Regions from separate parts of the Mus musculus genome. Here regions 1, 3, 4, 5 and 6 are each linked to region 2. Evidence: chromatin contacts called from public HiCAR-type, HiChIP or PLAC-seq and promoter capture Hi-C data. All regions are on one chromosome and are shown on one strand. The core of a region is the stretch at or near the end of the contact, and the rest is flanking DNA. Distances in the headings are between cores, read along the strand shown.

The links. Promoter capture Hi-C pulls out the DNA fragments that hold promoters and counts their contacts. HiCAR-type assays count read pairs that join an accessible place to other places. HiChIP or PLAC-seq counts read pairs in DNA pulled down with a chosen protein or histone mark.
Region 1: a contact with region 2 is called in a promoter capture Hi-C map of pre-B cells, with 12 times the contacts expected there. The contact joins the promoter of Bckdhb here to the promoter of Ibtk in region 2. A contact is called at or near these places in 6 of 39 promoter capture datasets (the 3T3-L1 cell line, cranial neural crest, embryonic stem cells and 3 more), 1 of 484 Hi-C or Micro-C datasets (CD4 T cells), 7 of 115 datasets of contacts at active chromatin or transcription factors (astrocytes, extraembryonic endoderm stem cells, large pre-B cells and 3 more) and 3 of 9 other capture datasets (adipose tissue, liver and macrophages).
Region 3: a HiCAR-type map of astrocytes shows a contact between it and region 2, with 6 times the contacts expected there. The contact joins the promoter of Elovl4 here to the promoter of Ibtk in region 2. A contact is called at or near these places in 4 of 39 promoter capture datasets (cranial neural crest, hippocampal neurons, pre-B cells and 1 more), 6 of 115 datasets of contacts at active chromatin or transcription factors (astrocytes, cardiomyocytes, extraembryonic endoderm stem cells and 3 more) and 1 of 9 other capture datasets (liver).
Region 4: an H3K27ac HiChIP or PLAC-seq map of acute myeloid leukemia shows a contact between it and region 2, with 7 times the contacts expected there. The contact joins the enhancer-like site here to the promoter of Ibtk in region 2. A contact is called at or near these places in 3 of 39 promoter capture datasets (the 3T3-L1 cell line, hippocampal neurons and liver) and 3 of 115 datasets of contacts at active chromatin or transcription factors (acute myeloid leukemia, cardiomyocytes and embryonic forebrain).
Region 5: a contact with region 2 is called in an H3K4me3 HiChIP or PLAC-seq map of forebrain, with 6 times the contacts expected there. The contact joins the enhancer-like site here to the promoter of Ibtk in region 2. A contact is called at or near these places in 3 of 39 promoter capture datasets (the 3T3-L1 cell line, hippocampal neurons and liver) and 7 of 115 datasets of contacts at active chromatin or transcription factors (astrocytes, embryonic stem cells, epiblast stem cells and 2 more).
Region 6: a contact with region 2 is called in a HiCAR-type map of astrocytes, with 3 times the contacts expected there. The contact joins the promoter of Snap91 here to the promoter of Ibtk in region 2. A contact is called at or near these places in 2 of 39 promoter capture datasets (cranial neural crest and hippocampal neurons), 1 of 484 Hi-C or Micro-C datasets (embryonic stem cells) and 1 of 115 datasets of contacts at active chromatin or transcription factors (astrocytes).

The regions. Positions count from the first base shown.
Region 1 is chr9:83,923,272-83,927,061 of GRCm38.p6, forward strand. Bckdhb (branched chain ketoacid dehydrogenase E1, beta polypeptide) reads left to right here and starts at 1,866. Exons shown (of 11, transcript NM_001305935.1): 1 at 1,866-2,088. The coding sequence starts at 1,899. It overlaps Gm36278 (a long non-coding RNA gene), which reads right to left and starts at 1,734. Exons shown (of 4, transcript XR_379675.2): 1 at 1,559-1,734; 2 at 166-270; 3 at 1-62.
Region 2 is chr9:85,746,960-85,750,603 of GRCm38.p6, forward strand. It overlaps Ibtk (inhibitor of Bruton agammaglobulinemia tyrosine kinase), which reads right to left and starts at 2,375. Exons shown (of 29, transcript NM_001081282.2): 1 at 2,172-2,375.
Region 3 is chr9:83,804,999-83,808,679 of GRCm38.p6, forward strand. Elovl4 (elongation of very long chain fatty acids (FEN1/Elo2, SUR4/Elo3, yeast)-like 4) reads right to left here and starts at 1,307. Exons shown (of 6, transcript NM_148941.2): 1 at 941-1,307. The coding sequence starts at 1,040.
Region 4 is chr9:84,059,156-84,062,622 of GRCm38.p6, forward strand. The region is part of intron 8 of Bckdhb (branched chain ketoacid dehydrogenase E1, beta polypeptide); the gene reads left to right. Among named protein-coding and RNA genes, the nearest start is that of Gm46124, 36 kb to the left of the region's middle. Within about 2 kb of position 1,891, at least 1 of the 459 cell types and tissues checked has an H3K27ac peak or open chromatin away from gene starts, as enhancers often do. A contact at or near this core is called in acute myeloid leukemia, where this site is marked.
Region 5 is chr9:86,808,462-86,811,830 of GRCm38.p6, forward strand. It overlaps Snap91 (synaptosomal-associated protein 91), which reads right to left. Exons shown (of 30, transcript NM_013669.2): 12 at 1,060-1,087. Among named protein-coding and RNA genes, the nearest start is that of Prss35, 67 kb to the left of the region's middle. Within about 2 kb of position 1,975, at least 2 of the 459 cell types and tissues checked have an H3K27ac peak or open chromatin away from gene starts, as enhancers often do. A contact at or near this core is called in forebrain, where this site is marked.
Region 6 is chr9:86,878,217-86,882,043 of GRCm38.p6, forward strand. It overlaps Snap91 (synaptosomal-associated protein 91), which reads right to left and starts at 2,233. Exons shown (of 30, transcript NM_013669.2): 1 at 2,045-2,233; 2 at 1,206-1,365. The coding sequence starts at 1,335.

The DNA of each region.
Region 1 (3,790 bases), core at 616-3,115, 1.8 Mb before region 2:
CAACATTTTACTCTTCTGTATGGCACGCTAGCTTGAAGGTAGTGATATTCCTCTGGATCCATCTGCAAAGAAAGTGTTACTTTTTTACATATAGTCACTGAATCAAAAGAGGGACGAATCTCAGCAGAAGTAGACTGAAGTGAAGTTCTGTGAGAGAAAACGAACCAAGAATCATTCTGAAGAAAGAAGAGCAACTGTGATGTCCATTGGCTCCATCTTCACAGGCTCTCCGTGTCCCCAGGGATTAGTCAGAAACCCAAGTGGAAATGGCTCAAACAAAGAAGATAGCCCATTTGCAGCATATTAAGGTGTCATGAGGAACCCAGCCATCAGAAATTCCAAATGTAGTCAGTTTCATCTTTTTTTGGGATTATCAAATTACTGAAAACTTCCAATTTTTGCACTTCCCAGAGGCATTTAAAGATAGCCTGACTCCCTGAAAAGAGAGTTTCCCAAACGAAGTTCAATGCAGCTGGGGATGGGGGCAGGCAGAGGCTCTCAGCATAGGAACAAGACATTTCTTTCCTTGCCCTGGAAGACACTTCATTCTTTCACGACAATGAGCCTTTGCACCCACCTCACCTGTTGTGGAAGACTATGGTTCTCTGTGCTCTGCTTTGGCAACCTCTAATCCTCTGGGTGCAGGTCAGCCTTACCTCTGGAAGCATTTTGACCTTCAAGAGCTTGTTTCTCTTCATGCTGTTCTAAGTCTCTTACCACATTTGAATGCCACTGTCTAAGCTGTCTCCTTTGTGTGCATTTCTGAATACGTAGAATTCCATTTCTACTCTTACCCCGTGCTTCTTAGCTAAACCTAACATCTGTTAAGAGGTCACAAATACTACAGGAGGAATGTTTCTTCCTGGCTCCTTCCTCTCTGTTCTCTCAGTCTGTCATAATACTTTCTCCATTCTGGAATCCTTCCTCGAGATCTAGACATACTTTCTTGCCTCTGTTGTATTCTATTTTGATGGCTATCTTCCAACTCATGGCTAAGGAAGATAAATAAATACACACACACATATCATATATATGATATATATGCGATATCATATTTGATATGTATGTGATATATATGATATATATAAAACACTTAAATATTTTAAGATAAAATTTATAAAGTTGATTATTTTGACTTTAAATCAGTCATTCAACTTGCTTTTTTTTTTTTTTTTGGTTTTTTGAGACAGGGTTTCTCTGTGTAGCCCTGGCTGTCCTGGAACTCACTCTGTAGACCAGCCTGCCTCTGCCTCCCAAGTGCTGGGATTAAAGGCGTGCACCACCACCGCCCGGCAACTTGCATATTTCTAAGTTACACAGAGTAAGACCATTAGGTGATTTTTGCTGCACCTCGACTTTAAATTCCTAGTGGATTTGAAGGCCGAAATCTCTACTTACTATTTTTTGATATGATCTAAATCAGGATAAGCAAAATCAATTTTAAAGATTTAAATATATTTACTATTTCAAAATAAGAGTGAAGGCCTTTCCCGAATTCTAGATTTTTTCGGAAACTCGAAACCAACGCCTGTCTTTGCAATGACCATATTGCACTTACAGACTATGAGAAACACAGCCTAAAACGAAAACGCTACTGAAAAATGCACCGCAAAAATGACACTGCGAAAGAACACAGGCAGTCGCGTTGTGACACCCCAAGTCCTGCAGCTGATTTTGGGGTGGGACCCAGGGACCACATCTCAGGCTGCAGGGGCCTTGGTATGGCTTCCGTCTGGGCGGGCCGCCAGGTCATAGCGTCTCCATCCCCGCCCCCGAACTTCCGTCTCCGATTGGTCTCTTTCACGGACCCGCCCCTCGAGGCTGCCCAATGAGGAAGCCTGCGTCTTAGCTCCTCCCTCCCTGCCGGCAGCGTGGGCTGCGGTGCCTGAGAACTGGGGATGGCGGCGGTGGCTGCGCGCGCGGGTGGGCTGCTGTGGCTCCGGGCTGCGGGAGCAGAGCGGCGGCGGTGCGGACTGCGCTGCGCTGCGCTGGTGCAAGGCTTCCTGCAACCCGGGGGCGAGGACACGGCCCAGAAGCGGCGGGTGGCCCACTTCACTTTCCATCCGGACCCAGAGTCCCTGCAGTATGGTGAGATTTGGGGATCTTGCTGCATCCCGGCTCTATCCTTGCCTTGCCCTAGACTCTAGACTCTACTCTAGAGCCTCCTTGGTTCGGGTCAGTTTGCGTTCCTGTTACTCGTCCTTGGTGATTCTTCCCTTCAGATGCAGCCCCTGGAACTTCAAGATAGGTGAGAGGGCACTCTGCCTTCTGCTAGGGCCTGAGGGTGTAGAGGAGTTGTCCAAAGAGCGCTCCCCCGCCCCCTTCCCCTGAGTTCTATCCATGCTTTCCCCATATCAGGTCTTAGGTGTTAGCTTGTCCTAGACTGAGTCACTAACTTGAGGCAACTGTCTGTAAAACACTTGCCTTTTAATTTTCATTTGAAAATGTAAACCTAGGGAGTAAATACTAGAATTTGATTTTCTCAAGGTCACGAGACAGGTTCTGCCTAAAGATGGGAAAGAATCCAGACTTCTATTTCAGCCTCATACAGAGCTCCTGCTGGGCCCCGCTGTCACCTGGCCAAGCAGTATTCCATAGAGATGGTGGAGAAGAGCGAACAGAAGGGAATGGGGCAGGCTCCTGTCCTGCCACCTTTGCCTCACTCTGACTGTTTCTCCTGTAAGTTTTATGCAGTCGCCCTCCATCCTAGGTCTAACTGCAGAGCACCAGGAGAAAGTAAGGAAAACCTACACTGTTTTTTTTTTTTTTTTTGTCTAATAACTTGGGGCTGGCAGTTTTTGGAAGCCCATCTTTACTTGTGAACAATAATGGAATATTTAACCGAAAGCTTGCTATTGGTGAAATTTACATTCCTCATCTCATTTAGTTCATAGGACAAGATTTAATTTCATGTGAGGTAGGTCATGTTTTCATGTTTGCTTTGCAGTTAGATAAACGGAAGCCTTGAAGCAGATTATTCAACAGTACACAGGACATAAGTTCATGAGACATAGCGCCAATGGTCAGAATCTAGTAAGCAGGATTCCAGACTTGCCACTCCACGGAAGGCAATAAAGAGGCCTTTAGAAATAATTTCAATGACGGGGTTTCCCAGTTTTGTGAAATAGTAGGACTAGAAAGATGAACAGCAGTTCGTTTTTCCCTCTCAGCCTTCAGTACTGTTTTCACAGCAAAGAAACTTTGGCCTGGTAATGGAGAAATAGAGCAGAGGTCTTCCGAATTCTCCTTTCCACAGTTGTGAAATTACTAAAATCCGAGTGATGTCATGGCTCTAGGTTGTTACTATAGAAACAGTACAAACATCTTACAGATAAAAGGCAGAGTTTAGAAAAAAGTGACAACATGATTGCACCTCTCATGGTGGATGCTGCTAAACCTTTTGAGGTTCATTCTTCCAGAGCTCTGTCTTTTCCACAGTTGTAGTTTTAATACAAGTCCAATTTGCATCAACTAGAAAAATAACTTCCTGTACTGCTGTAGAGTTTTGTTGATCTGTAGAGTTCAGTAGTGAGAGTCAGGGTCTTGAGTTTGGTTTTGTCCCCATCCCCTGAGACTTTTTTTTTTTTTTTTTTTTTTTTTTTAGAGACAGGGTTTCTCTGTGTAATCCTGGCTGTCCTGGAACTCACCAGGCTGGCCTCGAACTCAGAAATCCGCCTGCCTCTGCCTCCCGAGTGCTGGGATTAAAGGCGTGCGCCACCACGCCCGGTTCCCCTGAGACTTTGAAGTCCTCACTTCTGCAAGCCTCACATCTCTGTAATTAAGGGATTAA
Region 2 (3,644 bases), core at 1,125-3,624:
AACACATTTAAAGTAGGAGGAAATACTGGTAGAAAGGACAGGAAAGAAATTAGAGGGGAAGAAATGTGGAGTGGGTTTAATGAAACACAGTACATGCAATTTTCAAACAAACAATATATATATATATATTTGAAATATATATATTTGAAATATATTTGAAATATATATATATTTCAAAGCCCAGGTAGAATTTCAGATGGGCTAGCTGGAGAGATGGCTCAGTGGTTAAGAACACTGACTGGTCTTTCAGAGTTCCTGAGTTCAATTCCCAGCAACCACATGGTGGCTCACAACCATCTGTAATGGGATCTGATGCCCTCTTCTTGTGTCTGAAGACAGATAGTGTACTCACATACATTAAATAAATAAATCTTTTTTAAAATCACATTATTTTTTAAAAAAAGTTCCAGATGGGCATGCGTGTTTACAGTGGTATGAATGACAATGGACTCCAAAGGTTCCTATGCTTGAATGCTTGGCCCCCAGTTAGTTCAACTGTTTGGGAAAGACTGGGAGGTATGGCTGTGTGTTGCTGTGACCTTGATAGATGAGGTGTGTCACTGGAGGTGAGCTTTGAAGTTTCAAATGCTCAAACCAGGCCTGGTCAGTCTCAGTCTCTGTTTGTCTCTCTTTCGGATCAGGTGTGAGCTCTCAGCTACTGCTCAGTACCATGACCCAAGTACGTAGCTTCCCTAAGGACCCTGAGCAAACCTCTGAATTTTCTCAAAGCTTCAATATTTTCATTTGTAAAAAGTGAGATTAAGGGCTGGAGAGATGGCTCAGCTGGTAAGAGCACTGACTGCTCTTCTGAATTCAAATCCCAGCAACCACATGGTGGCTCACAACCACCCTTAATGAGATCTGACACCCTCTTCTCGTGCATCTGAAGTCAGGTGCAGTGTACTTATGTATAATAATAAATAAAATCTTTGGGCTGGAGCAGTCAGGGACTGAGTGAGCGAAGTTGAACAGAGCGAGCAGAGCCGACTAGAGCAAGCAGAGGTCCTAAAAATTCAATTCCCAACTGTACAGCTACAGTGTACTCATATGCGTAAAATAAATAAATAAATAAATAAATATTTTTTAAAAAAAAAGGAAGAAAGAAAGAAAGAAGTTTGGGCATACTCATTCAGTCTAGAATTTTATAATCCACAAGCATCTTGAACGTTTAAAATGTAATGAAATCATCACACAAAAATTGGCACACAGAAAAAAAAAATTGGCACACAGAAAGCCCTTCAAACAAGATTTACTAAAAAGAAAAAAAAAAACCGAAGATTAACATATCCAATTGAAAAACTGTAAAGCTGCGATGTGACTCAAGTTTTGCAAAAACTTTTTTAGAAAACACGTTTTAGAAAATAGTTCTGTCCTCAGGTACGGTGAAGCAGGTCTCCAAATCAATAAAAACAAATGAAAGTAACTCCACTGAGAAGTGAGGAACTGATGACGAAAAACACACACACACACACACACACACACACACACACACAAAACGTTTGGTAATTTGCATATGGAGGTAACCACACTAACTATGGGGGGGGGGGGGGAACTACTTCAAATGTTACCTACTTCGAGATAAAGGAAACAGGTGCTACTCAACTTCTCCTCCTTGAAAAATATCCCCTCTGACTAACACGACTCATGTTTTATGACTGTGTTAGATAACAGAGTTAAAGACGGCTTAAATCAGGGTTGGCCATTTCCCCTCGGATCCAAAATGCCTTTGCAACCTGATAGCTACGAACAAAAGGCCCCTCTATCCTGTCTCTGCAGAACAGACCCCAGTCCACTTCCACCCAGCAGCGAATGCTCAGAGCAAGACCTGCTTCTGCAAACTCAGCAAGGCCCGCGGGAACTCAAACTTTGTAAACTCCACCAAGGGTTTAGGGGACATGGGAGCCTCTAGGAAGGGATCCAAGGGAGGTGACACCAGTCAACCCTCGGAACCAGAAAAGCATCGTCGCTGGAGGGCGTGTCGGGCAGCTTGGCGACGTAGCACTTGGCGGGACAAGGCCATTCATTAGCTGGCAGGGGCGGCGGGGCTGCGCTGCCAGGCCACCCGCCCGTGCCACGCGGCGCGAAGCTCGGCAGCCGCCCCCTCCGCGAGTTCCCTCCCCGGGCCCCGCTCCCCTGCCGGGCTGGCAGGACGCCTTCGCCGTCGCCCTCACCAGTCGCTAGATGAAGGTGCGCCGGCGGTCTCCGCGGGGCAGGCGCGCGGCCGCGCAGGGACTCATCCTTAGTGAAAGCTACCGGGGACAACGAAGGGAGCCAGGAGCCGGGACGCCCGAGTCAGCTCCGGGGACGGCTGCACGGAAAGCGACAGCCGCGACTGTCGGCGCCGGGACCGGGTTCGGGGAAACCTGAGCTAGAGCGGGCGGGACTCGGGAATAAGACGGGCGCTGATTGGCCGGAGTTCGTGTATGCCCCACAGTGATTGGTCGGGGCCTGCCCACAAGGCCTAGCGTGGCAGTACCTCAGCTGTGGCCTTTCCCTAGTATCCCAAAGGAGCATGACCCCTGCCGGCCTTGGTGCGGTCGACACTGGCTGCCGCCCTACACTCAGAACCAGTACTGCCCCTCTTGGTGCCAGATGTCACCCTAGGAGATCTGTCTCCCCGCAGGTCGACACTCGGAAAGGAGGTTAAGGCTGGGATGGAGGAAACAAGGAACTGGCTGGATGCCCAAGCACCACTCCGTAGAAACGTGGGCATCTTAGAAAAGTTGCTTCCCGGATCACTCGTAGTGGGATAACTGGAAAACCAGAGGTGTCCTCTCCCCAAGACTGGGCCCTGCTGCTCTGTGCCCCGCCTGTTGTGCCCGGATTGTCTGAGTGTCACTCTCTTTTTGTCAGAAGGCGCCATAGATTTTTCAGATCGCCACTGTGCGACCAGCTGCTGACTTGGGTCACATCTGTCTGCCTGACGCCAGGCTTACAATAGGTTTTCCTCCCTGAACTCTTAAATCTACAAGCCATTTTAAAGGTTGCAAATTGTGTGCCAATAATCAGTCCAGAACGGAAAACATACTCCTGCTGAAGTCTGATACAGAGGCGCCTTAGTAAACATGTGTTCAGGGAGGAGTAGCATGACTCAGAGAAAAACAGCACTTGGAGCCCAGAGTTGTTTGAACCTCGGCCCTGTTTGTGTTGCTGTATGAGCCACTGACACCATCATCTATTAAACGGAGTTAAACTCAATACCCTCTTAGACTGCTTCAGCCCAATTGCCTGTTTTGTAGACTTTGTAGGAAAGTAAGTTGCTAGATCAAACTGAAGGAGAGATGGAAACAGACCTAGCTCCCCAGCTCTCCTCCCAGTGCAAGGACTTAATTTGCTTTCTTACTTCCTACTCTGACCCATTCTGTAATGTATAAACAGTGACTTGGAAGGAAGCTGTGTACACACTCATGAACAAAGACGCTCAGTGATCTGGAAGCTAGTGATGTAAATAAATGTGTTGCCCTGAGTTCACATCTTTTATCTGTCTCTTCTTTGTATTGGGTAAGTCATTTAGGTTTTCTGAAGCCTTAATTTCCTCATCTGCAAAGTGGGAATGGAATACATGTTGCTGTAGTGAAAATGTGTTGATAGACGCCCGCAGCACTTAGCAGAGTGCCAAGCACACAGTAACACCACCTAGAAGT
Region 3 (3,681 bases), core at 57-2,556, 1.9 Mb before region 2:
ACTGCAAACACACAACACAAATTTAAAGCCCCAAACTATTCCCTGGGATCCTTTAAACTTAACGTTTAAGGTCTCGGAAACTTTTTAAAGCAACAAAGCAAGTGAAGAAATGTTAAAACGTGAACATTTATGTTACAATTACTTCTGCTAGGAAAACTAAGTCACTCAATGACAGCCCTGCTCTGCAAACTCAACAGCTGAAGGGAAAGTTCGCTAATTTCAGTACACTGTACTTATGCTTATGCAGGCTTCTGAGCCATCCTCTAGGTGCTGCTGCGGAGACCCCCAGCCCAAAGCCTGCCTTCTTTCCCCTCCCCCTGACGGCACTGCACTGCGCAAAGCTCTCGCAGAGGGTAGCCTAACAGATTTGCTACTGGGAAACCACAAAAAAACTAACGTTCTTCAAGAAGCTAAATAATGTTATTTTACTTTTCAGTCGAAATTATACTACAAAGAGGTTAGCTAAATGGAAGAAGATAATGAGTGGTTTGTCAAAGTCTTCAAGGAAGCTGAAGTAGCGGAGAGACAGGTATAGTCGCAGCCCTCGTCCGCCTCCAGGCCTATCGCTCTATAAGGAGTACCAGTGCATAAGATAATAGGCGAGCTCGGGAAATGCGGGCGTCAGGGCAGGGTGGTTCCTTGGCTGCACTGGTAGCATCTGGTTAAGTCAGCTCCTGCATTCGCGGAGCTGAAGAGATGGGAGTGTTGAGGGGATGGGGGGTGGGGGGGAGTACGCCTTGAGAGTCTCATCTGATTAACCAGTGCACAACCGCGAGGTCCGCGGCGCCGCATCTGCGGGGACCCGAGCGCCCCCAACAGCCTCAAGGCGCTGGGTAGGGGGCGCAGGGCCTTGCCTAGCGCTGAAGCCGGGGACTGGCGTCTGAGCCGTGGGCAGCCCAAGGAACACCCAGAGGAGATGGGTGAGGCCCCTCGCCTGTACCTGCAATGGTCCAGGTCCAGCGATAGAACTCCACGGTGTCGTTGAATGCCGTGGACATCGCGTTCAGGACGCTGCCGGGCTCTGAGTCCAGCAGCCCCATCTTGGCGAGGAGAGGTACGAGCAGCGGCGAGAAGAGAGGCTCCGATGGACCGTGGGCGACTGCGGCGGGAACCCTGCTGGCAGCGGCGTCTCCTCCTCCTCCAGGCGCCGCGACTGGGGATGCAGGCGGAGAGCAGCGGCGAACAGCAGAGACAAGAAGCCGGAGGGCGGAGGAGGAGGAGGACCAGCCACGAGCGCCCAGCGCTGCTCCTCTCTGTCGCCGCGCGCTGCCGCAGCTCCAATCCCCTCGCCCGCATCACGTGGCCGCGCGGGGCGGGGCGGCGCCTCCTCTCGCCCCGGGCGCGGGGATGCTGCGGTCGCGAGTGGTGGCCGGCTTGCGCAGGCGCGCTAAGGCCAGCCCCGGGCCACCACCTGGGCCACAGGAACGCCGCAGGGGGACACCTCGTACCCAGTCCTCCTCCCCTGCCTTCCTGCCCACGGTTACCTCTGTTCTGCCGGATGCAACGTGGGAAACCGGACGGGAAAAAGTGGGAGTTTGTGGGCAAAGATGAAGTACGCGATGCATTTCTGGTTCTTGCCTATCATTCACCTCCATCACATGTGCTTTTGCTGTCTTCGCCTGTGGCACGTGCTTGTCACCCAGACAAGGAAATGCGGGTGGTTTCACTGTAAAGGAATGCCATTTGTCTTAAGCAGCGGCAAAGGAGAGTAGTCTGTGGTCACCCCGTAAATATTATTAGCATGTAGTTAAATCCTTGTGAGTATTGAAAACAGCGACACTGGCCGATCAAAGCAATATAATTGTACCAAATTAGGCTATTGGTAGTTCAGAGAGGATGGAGCCATAAGAATAGGCTAAAAGAGTCCACTTGCACCACATGAGATTCAGGTCAATCTGAAAGGGTGATGCTGAGGAGAAAAAGAGCAGTTGACTTGTGAGAAGAAAGCAGTCTCTATGAATAAATAGCAACAACAATAACTGCAGCAACAAAATCACACTATGCCATTTTTATAGTTTCTGACATAAAGCAAGATTTCAGTGAATGGTCCAATAACAAGTTCATATGCGTTTTATTCAGATGTGCCATCCACTTTTGTTTCGGCTTTTTTTCTCCACTTGACTGATTTAGAATGCTTATTTTAGAGGTCACTGAGTCAAATGCTCAACGTTGTTAACATGAGTACTACCTGAGCCCTAACTCTGTGCTATAAATAGCAAGTCATAAATATTTATGGTGACAAAATTATAACGCACATCACTTCAGAGCATAGTGGGAGTTGTTTAAGTAGAGAGAGCTTCGGCGAGGAAGGCTAATTAAAGGTAACTGATTTGCTATATAACTCAGACCCCCACAGCCTTCTTTACATGCTTTATTCTGAAATCAACCAAATGATATGATTTATTAATTTGTCAAATCTGCTTGCCAGAATGAAGTTTCTCAAATTAAAGAATTTCTTACACCTCAATTCCTAGTTACGAATCTAGTAACTACAAAGAATTCTAGTCAAATTTCATTTCCTTTGTTAATGTGAGTATGAGTTAGGTTTCCCTTTGCTTATGGTATTGGTTGCTACCTCTGTATTGTCTTGGAGTCTTGGATGTTTTTATGATGGAGAACAGATTCCTACCCTCACCTCACAAAATGTCACCGTCTTTGCTTATTTAATATAATGTGGAATCATTAAGGCAGCTTTATTCAAGAATTTTCTTGGAGCCTCTCTTCTACAGTGGAGGTCAGTTTGAGTTCCTTGTTCACTAGGGGGCGCCTGTCACATAAGGAAATCATAGACAAGCCCCATCAATGTTAAGTTAGAAATGGCAACTATATTGTTAACATTTTCTCTGCCTTACTTGGGGGCATAGTCATTTTTATTTATACTTAGGAGCTGTTCAAGCACATAAGAAGAAACAGTCTTAGGATGTATCCACCCTTGAGCTCTATTACTTGGTGTGAAGATTACAGTCCATTACTTAATATTGCTTAATTCACAAGTAGTTTACAGATACCAATAATCACACAGAACCAAAGCTTGCGTCTATGGTTTGAAAACATCCCTAGAAGTTCATGTGTTGTTGGATCTCAATCCCCAATACAGCAAGGTAGAGAGTTGAGACCTACTTGGAGTGGTGTGGATCATGAGGGCTCCCCTTTCATAAATAGATTAAGTAGCAAAGCTTTTTTATTTTTTTGACCAGGCTGGCCTCAAACTCTAAAATACACCTGCCTCTGCCTCCCAAGTGCTGGGATTAAAGGTGTGTGCCACCACTGCCCAGCGCAAAGCATTTTAAATTGTGAGTTTGGTCTCTCAGAATAAATACTTCTTAGTCGTCTACTTTTTTTACCATGGAATGATGCAGGAAACAAAAGCACCCTCACTAGATCTAGTGCCTTGAATATAGGCTTCCTAGTTTTATACTGTAAGAAATAAATCTGTATTCTCTACAAGTTACTTAGTCTTTTGAAAAGAAGCAGCTTTGAAGTGGGGTAATGGGTAGAGACTGGAAGAGCTTCAAGGGTTAGCTATAAAATTGAGGTTTTCCCAGGAACTGTTGGAGCAGCAGAGAGAGCATGGGGAGGAAAGACTGCATATCTTTATACCTAAGAGGTCACCAGCAGTAGAAGCACAGACAGTATGGGACATTCTGGTGATGTTGCAGAGAGAAATAAGAACAGCACTGA
Region 4 (3,467 bases), core at 641-3,140, 1.7 Mb before region 2:
GGAATGGAGAATGCCAGGTACCACCAAGACCCTCACCTGCCCATGCTCTGGGCAACCTTTTCATGTCAATCCCTGAGCCTAGGGGGTCTGTCTGCTCTGTGCACTGTCTGGAAGCACAGTAGTTAAGACGGTGGAAACAGTCCACTTCTTCAAAATCTAAAACTAAGGGAGAGGCATGAATAGAAGTTTTGTTTTCTTCTTTATAGATATCTTGGTCTTTCCTTGGCTTATGGTTGTACCTGAATATATCCTAACTTCATTTCTGCTGTTGGTATAAAATACCTTGAGGAGAATAACTTAGGGAGAAAAAATATCTTCTAGTTCCTAATTCTAGGTTACAGATCATCCTCGTGGCAAGTTATATCAGCATGAACTTGAAGCAGCAAGTTACATCCATAGCCAAGATGATACTTGTGTTCAACTTATTTTCTCTTTTTTATATAGTCAAGGACCCAAACCCAGGGAATAACGATACCTACCTTTTAGTCTGAATCATTTTACATCAGCTAATGTAAGCAAGGCAATCGTTAACAGACATCCATCCACTGGACAACACTTGCCTAATCTAGACTTCATTAAGACTCTCTTGTCAGGAGTCAAGATGGTATCAAGTTGACATTTAAAGGGAACCATCTTACTGAGGAAATGGCGTTTCTACATTTATCTTACACTTTAGTGTTATAAATGTAACTTAAGTTTATAAAGTAGTTTTGAGAATTTTGTCTCTAAAAGGAATTTAGGCTTTCTTAAGGTGTGTGACAGAATTTTTCCTGGGAAGACACAACACACATGTGTACTCACTTTAGATAGGGAACCCACGGCAGACCTAAGTACGGATACCACCAAAGTACAGCTTGGTGACCCATACGTTTTATTAGGATCACTTACTGGAATATAGGTGAAAAATTACTCACAGAAACAGTAATGACTTAAAGTCAGCTGCATCACAAATTCCACTTCAGCATGGGTGACAGTTCCCAAAAGCTGAGAACCTGGAGCATGCTGCCCCACCTGCAGGCAGCTCAGCAGGCTGAGGAGTGTCCGTTCTGGGTGCTTCATTTCATCTAAACCTCTTCCAGGCAGTTTGACTGTTTTCTGTTTCTTGGAGGCAGCTGGGCTGATCTCAAGAGTCTTTGCAGCTCAGCATATTCTTCTGAGAGGGTCTTTCAGCTTTTATTTCTTACTCTGGCAGGGATGGTCCCGAGAATCTTTCAATTTCAGGGACTTCCTGAAGCTTATTTTGAGTTGTTTACCTTTTTTTCCTTTCCTTTCCTTTCCTTTCCTTTCCTTTCCTTTCCTTTCCTTTCCTTTCCTTTCCTTTCCTTTCCTTTCCTTTCCTTTCCTTTCCTTTCCTTTCCTTCCTTCCTTCTTTCTTTTAGATATTTTCTTTATTTACATTTCAAATGTTATCCCCTTTCCTAGTTTCCCCTTCGAAAATCCCCTGTCCCCTTCCCCTTCCCCCTTCCCCCACTTCCCCTGCTCCCCAACCCACCCACTCCCATTCCTGGTCCTGGCATTCCCCTATACTGGGGCATCGAGCCTTCACAGGACGCAGGGCCTCTCCTCCCATTGATGACTGACTAGGCCATCATCTGCTGCATATGCACCTAGAGCCACAAGTTCCACCATGTGTTTTCTTTGATTGGTGGTATAGTTCCAAAGAGTTCTGGGGATACTGGTTAGTTCATATTGATGTTCCTTCTATGGGACTTCAGTCCCCTTCAGCTACCTGGGTATTTCTCTGGCTCCTTCATTGGGGACCTTGTGCTCTGTCCAACGGATGACTGTGAGCATTCACTTCTGTATTTGCCAGGCACTGGCAGAGGCTCGCAGGAGACAGCTATATCAGGCTCCTGTCAGCAGTTTAGCCTCTTTCTCAAGGTTGCCGAATACAATGATTCAGTTTCAGAGGAAACTGTTACACAACACTTGTGAAAATGTATCTCATCTTCTTACAATTGTATGACATCTGCTTATAATTGTATCACTTGCCCCTCGCTTCCCTCCAAACCTTCCTGTGTACATATGCCCTCTTGCTTGCTTTCAAATTTGTGGCTGTTTTTCTTTAATTGTTGTTCTGTATAGGTGTGGTGTGGTTGGCATGCGTGCATGGCGTGTGTTTGTGTGTATGTGTGCATGTGTGCGTGTTTGTATTTCTAAATATAGAAATACAACCTGTTCAGCTCATGTGTGCCTGTGTGTTTTCAGTGCTGACCATTTAATATTGGATAACAACCTGGCATTTTTCCCTGGGGAAGACTATTTCTCTACAGTATCCCCTAATTACCAACAGTTATTTTCCTAGGGTTACGGCCTCCTGAGCTTCCTCCTTTCCATGTTAGCTCATCTATGGTTGCATCCTGGTTCTAGTCACCTTTAGGCAGCTGTGTTAGCGAGACTTTAGGGTGTAGCTTCTGACATTCCCAGGAGACACAGTCTCACAGAAAGCTCCCTCTGGCTCTTAGAATCTTCCAGCCTATGCCCCTCTTCCCGAGTGTTCCCTGGGCCTTGGGTGCAGGAGTTTGGTTTGGATATATCAGTTGGGACTGGGATCCACATGTCAGCATTTTGATTGGTTGTGGGTTTTTGTAATGGTCTCCATCTGTTGCAAAGAGAAATTTTCTTGATGAGAGCTACAGTTATCTGTGGGTAGAAGGACAAATATTTAGAGTGTAGTTAGGGATTATATTGGTTAGTAAAGGGGCTGTTCTAGGTTCTTCTCCAAGAGCCACGGTTTCACTAGCCCTAGCTAGTTGGCTAGGTGTTCAGTAATAGGCATGGTTTCCCTCTTTCTTCTAACTTCTTTTGGAGTGTGAGGAAGAAGGACGGTCATTTTTCTTCAAACATTTCTCCTAGTTCATGCCCATAAAAACATTATGATTAAAGAATTCAAAATCAATCAGGAAAGTATTAGCACTGCAGGAAGTAAAATTTCTTGAAAAAAATTAAACTTATAATTTGATTAAAAATATGAATCATCTTTATAACTATCATCACCTCTTGCTAATACACTCAATCATCTTGATAACTATTATAATGTGGAACTAATAGTCCCGTAACATTGAGTTTTGGGGTTATAATTCTTGGCCTTGAAATGTTCACACCTCTGTGTTTTTAACTTTCTTTACCAAGTAGTCGACATGAGTTCTGTGGGTACTTCTTACTCTCTCTGAGAAAGGGATTTTTTTTCCTGAGTCCACTTGCCATTTTACTCTTATGATTTTGGCTTTAATAAAACTATGAATGTTTGTATTTTTACTTCTATACCAGCTTTCTTATATATTGCTTAGATTGTAATTTTTTCTGAAACATTGAAGTTTTCCTAGAACACTGTTTGCATCCAAGCAAGACCCAAAAGATTTTTATCCTTGACCATGGATTATGAACTACACAAGATTTCGTTTTATAATGTACTAAAAATCCGTTTATTCTAACAGAGTTGGACCAAGTTTTAGGAAATGAAACCA
Region 5 (3,369 bases), core at 725-3,224, 1.1 Mb after region 2:
GTACAGGCAGAACACATGATATTTGGGGATCACTGGCACAGTCACAATGACATCCCTGAGAGTCTGTAATGGCATCAATTACGTAATGGGAATCTGTCAAAGAAGAGCACACCGATTACACCTCTGCCTACAAAACGCAACAATGGCAGATGTGAAGTGCAGGCCGTGAGAGAGAGCATACGGTCTCCTCAGGGAAAGCCCTGAGCCTGCCCTTTCACTGGCTCAGAGAGAGAGATGGCTGAAGCAAAGACTAAAAGTGCTTCAGCAGGCATGCTTGGGGCAAAGGCCCTTAATAACACCCCCCCACCCCGCCCCGTATCACTAAAATACACTGCACCCTGTGCTGACCTAGATCACGGATTCACAATATGTGAAAAGAGTTTTTAATTATCAAACATTATACAGCTATGTATGGTTTCAGTTGTTACATAAATACAAGAAAAATCTCACCTGTTTAAGACCTGGAGTTCTAAGAGAAAGCCAAATCACATATAAAAACAACTTAATCCTTTCTCAGAAATGTAAATCAACTGATCCATCTGCTTTACCCCTGGAGGCTGTGAGCCTCTCAGTGTGGGTGCTGGGAACTGAACCTGTGTCTTCTGCGAGAGCAATGATTGCTCTTAACCACTGAGCTATCTCTCCAGTCCTCAATCAGACATTTCACACTATAGTTATATCAGAACTGTTAGTCATATTGACAACCTGGAAGTCACTTAAATACCCACTGGGAGGAAAAATGAACAAACCGGCTTTTGGAGTGAAGACTCCAAAGACATTAAGACATTAAGTAAAATTAATAATGTATGAAAGGTCTGTATTTACTCAGACGAGGTATCCAATTTATAGATGGAGAAAGAAAGGGGGCTTCCAGGGGCTGAGGTCAGGAGGCCTGGGCAATAATGTTTCACAACCCTGGAAGATGAGGAAAGTCCTGGGAGTGTGTTGCGGTGTGACTGCTGTATGGCAGTACAAATGCACTCGGTGCTTTGAGCTTTACAGTAAACAATGCTACATGTACAAAAAGAAAACAGCAGAGAAACAAACCAACTTACTTACCTTACTTAGTGGAGAGGGAGCACCAGATCTAAAGGAAATACAGGAAAAGAAAATGTGAACATGCCCAACTTCACCCGCCTTTAGATTAGATGACCTTCATGGGGCTCTATGCAACAGAGGAGCTCAGAACGCTTGGCTTTTGCTCCATGATGTCCTTTCCCCAACTTCCCCACTGACTTCAAATCTCTTAGCAGACATTCTTAAATTCAAAATTATCTTCTCTTGAGTCATTATTATCGCTTATGTCCACCAAAAAAAAAAACACACAGTTCAAAGTTCAACTTCTAAAACTCACCCAAGGTTTATGAAAAGGCACCCTACATAAACCAATACCTGTTTATCTCATTTCAAAAGTTTGGAAGCTCAGAAACAGAATTGTGTATTGCAGTTCACTCAATTTTGACTGGCATGCATAAAAGAAGGAACCCTAGAGAAAAATGGCCAGGATCCCTTGAGCTGTGTGAGTGAACCGGACCTAACACAAGCAACCAAACTCCTGCTGGTGTGTTATTTTCAGGCCTGCAATGGAAATGCTCTAGAGAAAACTGTTCCCATGCAGTTGTCATAAGCAGTGGGAGTTCAGAGTAAGGCAAAGTGGGTGCTTCGTTCTGATTAGGGAACTAAACAGTCTTTACAGATAGCATGATTCTAGCACAGGCCGCAGATAGCCACAAAAACATCTGTCTGCATGGCTCACACTTTCCTAACCTGGGAGAGAATAAAATGAACAGTAAGACAAAATGAAGCAAACATACTCCAACGGTAGCCATAGTCAGGTCAGCTGTAAGGATGGCTGTCCCTGAGCTTGGAGCAAATACAAGGTTAGTAACTGGGATTTTTGTCCAGTACTATGCAAATTTCATCTATTCACAGATCCTGTATGCTAGCTTCTACTACTGGATGCATGCCCGTAACTTCCCATTTCAAAGGCTCTGCTAACATGAAGTGATTCTGTTTTTGCATCTACAGAAAGGGATTTAGGAACCAAATAATCTAGTGCACCACAAGGTTGAAATCTCATGCATTCTTGGATATTTTTGCCACTTACATAATTTCCTTCATACGAATGGAAAGGGAAGGAAATTAAATATATCATATGAAAAAAAACTAAATAAAAAGATGAAAAATTAAAATCTAAAAAAACAAAACAATATTTACTTGGCAAAAACAAAGAAACCACAAACACCCTTTGACATGATCACTTTCTAAGGACAAATTCCTTTTTCTCTCAGTCAAATTTCATAAGCCAAGTTTTTCAAGTACTGAAAAAAAAAAAAAAGGCAATGAAATATTTACCAGCTAATACATTGAAACTGGTAACAGCTTCCTACCTCACAGCAAGTACAACATAAATTGACAGAATACTGCCCTCTGCTGCTAAATAACTCAATTTCAAGCTGTGTGAAAGAAAATTGTAATTGGTACCATCATCCTTCGCATTTAAATCCCACAAGTCACTCTTACTAGCGATGCCTGGGGCGACCCCATGGATTAAACAGTCTCTCCTGAGCCACAGGACACCTGCTGTTTACACTCCAACTGTCTCTGGTTACCTATCTTCATCACTCGGTGCTAAGTTCTCTGAGGTGAAAGAACACATCCTGCTGTTTTATTACCTGAACATGTTATACAGCATCTGGCATTTTGGGAGTTATTATCTAAAAGCTTACGAATGTATTTATGTGCTTATTCTATAGTCATCAATGAGCCAAAAGCCTTAAGAAATTGTCCTTGGCCCAATGAGATAGCTCAGTGGATTAGTGGAACTAAGCTGGCAACATGAGTGACCTCTGTCCCCATTGACTCTATCTGGCCTTTACCTGACATATACTCACAGATATTTCTATGGGGCTATTAATCACTGATCAAAATCTGCTCCAAAACTGTCTGATACTCAGAGCTGGTCTCTGGTCCACAGTCAACCCTGCCCTGGAAGGGCACACGAGGGACAGCACATTAGTTCTTTCTCACAGGTCATAAATTAATGTTTCTTGCATATTTCGTGCTTGATATTCCATCCTACATATTTGCCACTGACAGTTTATGAGAAAATGCTACTACATTTTGCGCATAGACAAGGGAATTTATTGCAGACCAATATTCATTTACAATTTCATGTACAGTGTCCTGGTTGGACTTGTGTCAACTTGACACAAGGTGGAATTATCTTAGAAGAGGTAGCTCAATTGTGAAAATGCCTCCATCAGAGTCTCTAGGGCACTCTTGATTAGTGGTTGATGTGGGAGGGTCCAGTCTCATGTGTGGCCAACCCTGGCAGGTGGTCGTGCATGGTATGAGAAAGCAGCAGGC
Region 6 (3,827 bases), core at 983-3,482, 1.1 Mb after region 2:
AGCTTCCTCAAGCTCTGCTCATGGCAAAGGAGAGGGCTGGGGCTAACTGGAATGGTGGGGTTGCCATTTTCTTGGCAACACAAGAGACAGAAGAAGGGTTGAAGAAAATAAAATATAAAAATAAAACAAACAAACAAACAAAAAAAACCCCCCAACAAACCAAAAGAGGTCAAGACAGTGAGGTGGGAATATGAGCACGGGCAAATGTGTTTCTGTGCCAAGAGTGACATTTAACAATGAGCACCAACAAAGGGCAGAGGAGTCTAAGCAGGTCAAACAGATGTAGAGAGACTGTAGAATACTATTTGGGATAGTCTTGGGGGATACTCACTGCCTAAAGCAGGTTAAAGTCTTTCTAAGTATCACTTTCCCCTCCAGTAGCAAAAGACTAACTATACTAACAGCATGAAAAACTTCAGAAACATACAGCTCCCCAACCAGAATAAAGCTTTCTCCGGAGAGCCAATGATCATGGGAAATATTATGTATTAAATATTATGTTTTCATCTAAAACTGTACCACCTCTAAAGAGGAGAGGACATTCATTTTGTGAGCTGACCAGTTATCCCACCCAGCATTTTCTGAGAACAGGACAAAGGAAGTGTGCCAAGATGTTCAGAATGAAATCGCCATTATCTGCTCATTCAATAGCTTGGATTTATTTCAGTTCGGCTCAGTGTAGTGACATATGACACACGCGCGCACTCCCCCACACTCACACACAAATTCTGAGTAGCAGCAGAGGAAAAAGCAGGATTTTACGATTATCCAAAATGCTCTTAAGAAATTAGTGTCAAGAGTGGCCATCCACCCACCCATCAATCTCTCTGTCTCCCCATTGTGACCCTACCACCCCTCATTTCCTTTAACCTAACAGAGAGTGGAGAAAAAAAATGATTAAAAGGATGTAGCCCAAATGTACACTTTTATGCAACCGTGTGTGTGTGTGTGTGTGTGTGTGTGTTCCCTCCTCTAGGCTCTTGGAGGTCATCAGAAGAAAAAAACGGCTCGATAGACAAGGTTTCAGGGCCTATTCAAGGGGACACCTCCAAGGCCAGAGGCAGGAGCTCAGGATCTCAGGATCGACTCGATGGTGAGCCAGTTCCCAAGGCTTCTGGCAGTATTACAGACTGCCAAGGCCATGCCGCCGGCCTTTGAGCCCCTATGGTCACGCGCATGTCCCGCTTATATAAAAGGATGCTTACAGTCCAGGTGCTTCTTCTTGGGGCCCATCACCTCATGAGTGGTGGCTTTGCAGACTGCTCTTGCTACAGCAGAGCCAGTCACGCTGTACTGAGCGGCGGCGATCCGATCCGTGAGCGTTTGGCCCGACATCTTCACCGGCCGCGTCTACCGCCTCCTCTTCTGCAGGAAATAAGAGGAGATGGTCCGGCTTTCACCCGCACCGCCTTAGCTGGAGCGCCCGGCCTTGCCTGCTCCCTCCGCTCGGCGGTTCTCTCCTCCGCCGACCCCGCCCTGGCACCGCCTCTTGGGACCAGCGGCGCGCCAAGCCCAGTTGGTCCATCGAGGTCCAGGGCTGTCAGCCACCCGCAGGGTAGTCCTTGCATCGTGCCACGGTCCCGCTTTCCCACACCCTGAAGCGGTCACCACATCCCGGCTTCGCCCCCTGTCAAGCAGCACTGTCCGCGCAACCCTTTTCGGTGGTGCGAGACCCGGTGCGCGTCGGGGTTACCCCGGACGCCGCGCCCAGAAGCGCGCACCTTTCGCTGCCCCGAGCCGCAACGTGTCTCCCACAGCACCGCAGGGCCGCGGCCACCTCCTTTCTGTCCTGGGGCTGCGGCGGCAGCAACGACTCCTCTTCCCTCGCCCTCCATCCCTATAGTCGGGCCGCCCTGAGCCGCGATGCGCCTCACCCTTCTCCAGTCGGATCTCAGAGGGCGGACAGCCCAGGCCCCGCCCGGCCGCTAAAGCGCCACCGAGCTGTCACCCGGCCGCCTCTGCCCTTCTCCGCGCCCTAGGATTATCCCTCGAATCCCCGGGTCCTGGAGCAGGGGAGGGGACCCGTGCGGCCCAGCGTACTCACCCCGCCCCAGGAGCACCGCAGCCCGGACGCCGCGCGAGGTAGCTGAGTGCAGACACGCACCGCCCTGGTGTCCCCGGGCCGCGATGCCTGTAGCCCCGGCCCGGCCCCTGTCTCAGCTCCGCGGTCCCCGCGGTCCCCACCCGCCGCCGCCTCCGCCAGCGCCGCCGCGTCTCTCTAGCGCTCGGCGCAGCGTCCCCATCCCCGCCCCCACCTCAGCTGGAGCGCCTGCGACGAGTCAGGTGACGGCAGCCGACGAACCCGGGCCAGTCCTCTGCAGAACGCCAGCGGCCCCCTCCCTGTCGCTCCTGCTCGCCGCCCCCCTCGGAGCCGCGGCTTTAAACGGGAGGAGGGCCGCACGCGAGCATCCCTGGCGGGCGACGGCGGAGGAGGGGGTGGGACCGGAGGGGCGCCGCGGCTCTATGGCTTGCGTTCTTGCGCGCGCCCTGCGTCCCCGCGCGCACCCGCTGCGTCCCCGGGCGGACCTGGTGCGCGCGCGCCGCGCATACCTGCCGGGCAACTGCAGGATGCTCGGGGATCGCCGCGGGCGTGGGCCTGGGGAGAGGGAGGGCTGTGAAGGCCGAGGCAAGGGCGGCAGCGTGCGCTGCCAACAGAGCCCAGCCCCTTCTCCTAAGAAGCGTGCCTGTGACTAGCTGGCCTGTCCTCGGCAGTAGAGGCCCAGATGGGCAGGGCGATTTGAAATGTCAGATTCTGTGGCCACGCGACCGTTACCTGTGCACCCTCAGCTCCTTGAGGCTGCTCCACTAGTCTCAGTTACAACGGGGAGCCGAGTGGGCAGGTAATTCGAGCCGCTTTAGCCTTAAAGCAATACTGAGGTATGCGGTATAGACAAGTAGCAAAGCAATTAGCTGAATGCCAGATTACACTCGTCTTGTAATCATTTGCACCCTTAAACTGTAATTTTTGCCATTTAAATATGTCGGAACGTCTTATATTATTTGAATGTCGAGTGTTATTTGCATGGGATTGGAGTCGGTTAATAATTTCATGAGTTGACATTTGTAAAGGTCATTGTCTTAACTATTCTTTTAAATTCCCACGGTTAAGATCAGAAGTTCCCTTAGGTACTTCCCTGACATATTTTCTGGCTTTACACAGGTGACCTCTGTTCAGTCCCCCAAGGTCATATACGCCTACTTACACACATCAAGGTTCTGCCTTGTAGTTTTTCTCTTGGTCCGGTGTTCAATACCCAATCATAACTTCCTAACAGCTGGGGCTGATCCCAGCAGCAGCAATTAGAAACCTTGTTGACTAAAGAAAGAAAGATCAAGACCACCACCAAAAAGTTATGTACGTATTACTATATGACCCCCGCAGTCCTGCACAGTATTTACCCAATTGGGGGGGGGGGGAACCAGACACACACATTTTTCTCTTTAAACTTTCACTCAAAATTAGTAGCAGCTTATATAATGGCCCCACACTGGAGGAAAACCAGTCTATTGATAAATAGCTAAAGAAAACATGGCATATCCACACAACAGAATACTACTTAGCAATAACAAGACAGAAATGAACAACATGGATGAATTTGAGAACATACGATGCTTCATGAAAGAGGCCAAATCACCAGGACGTTATTTACTATTTTGATCCATTTATGTAACAGAGTAAGAAAGGTTTAAGTTCAAGACAGAAAATACACCAGATGCCAAGGTTCAGGACTGGGGACTGACTTCAAAAGAAAAACTATTTAAAATGATAGAAAAGGTTTATATCATGACTAAGGTGGTCGATAACAACAGTATGAATTTGGACACAT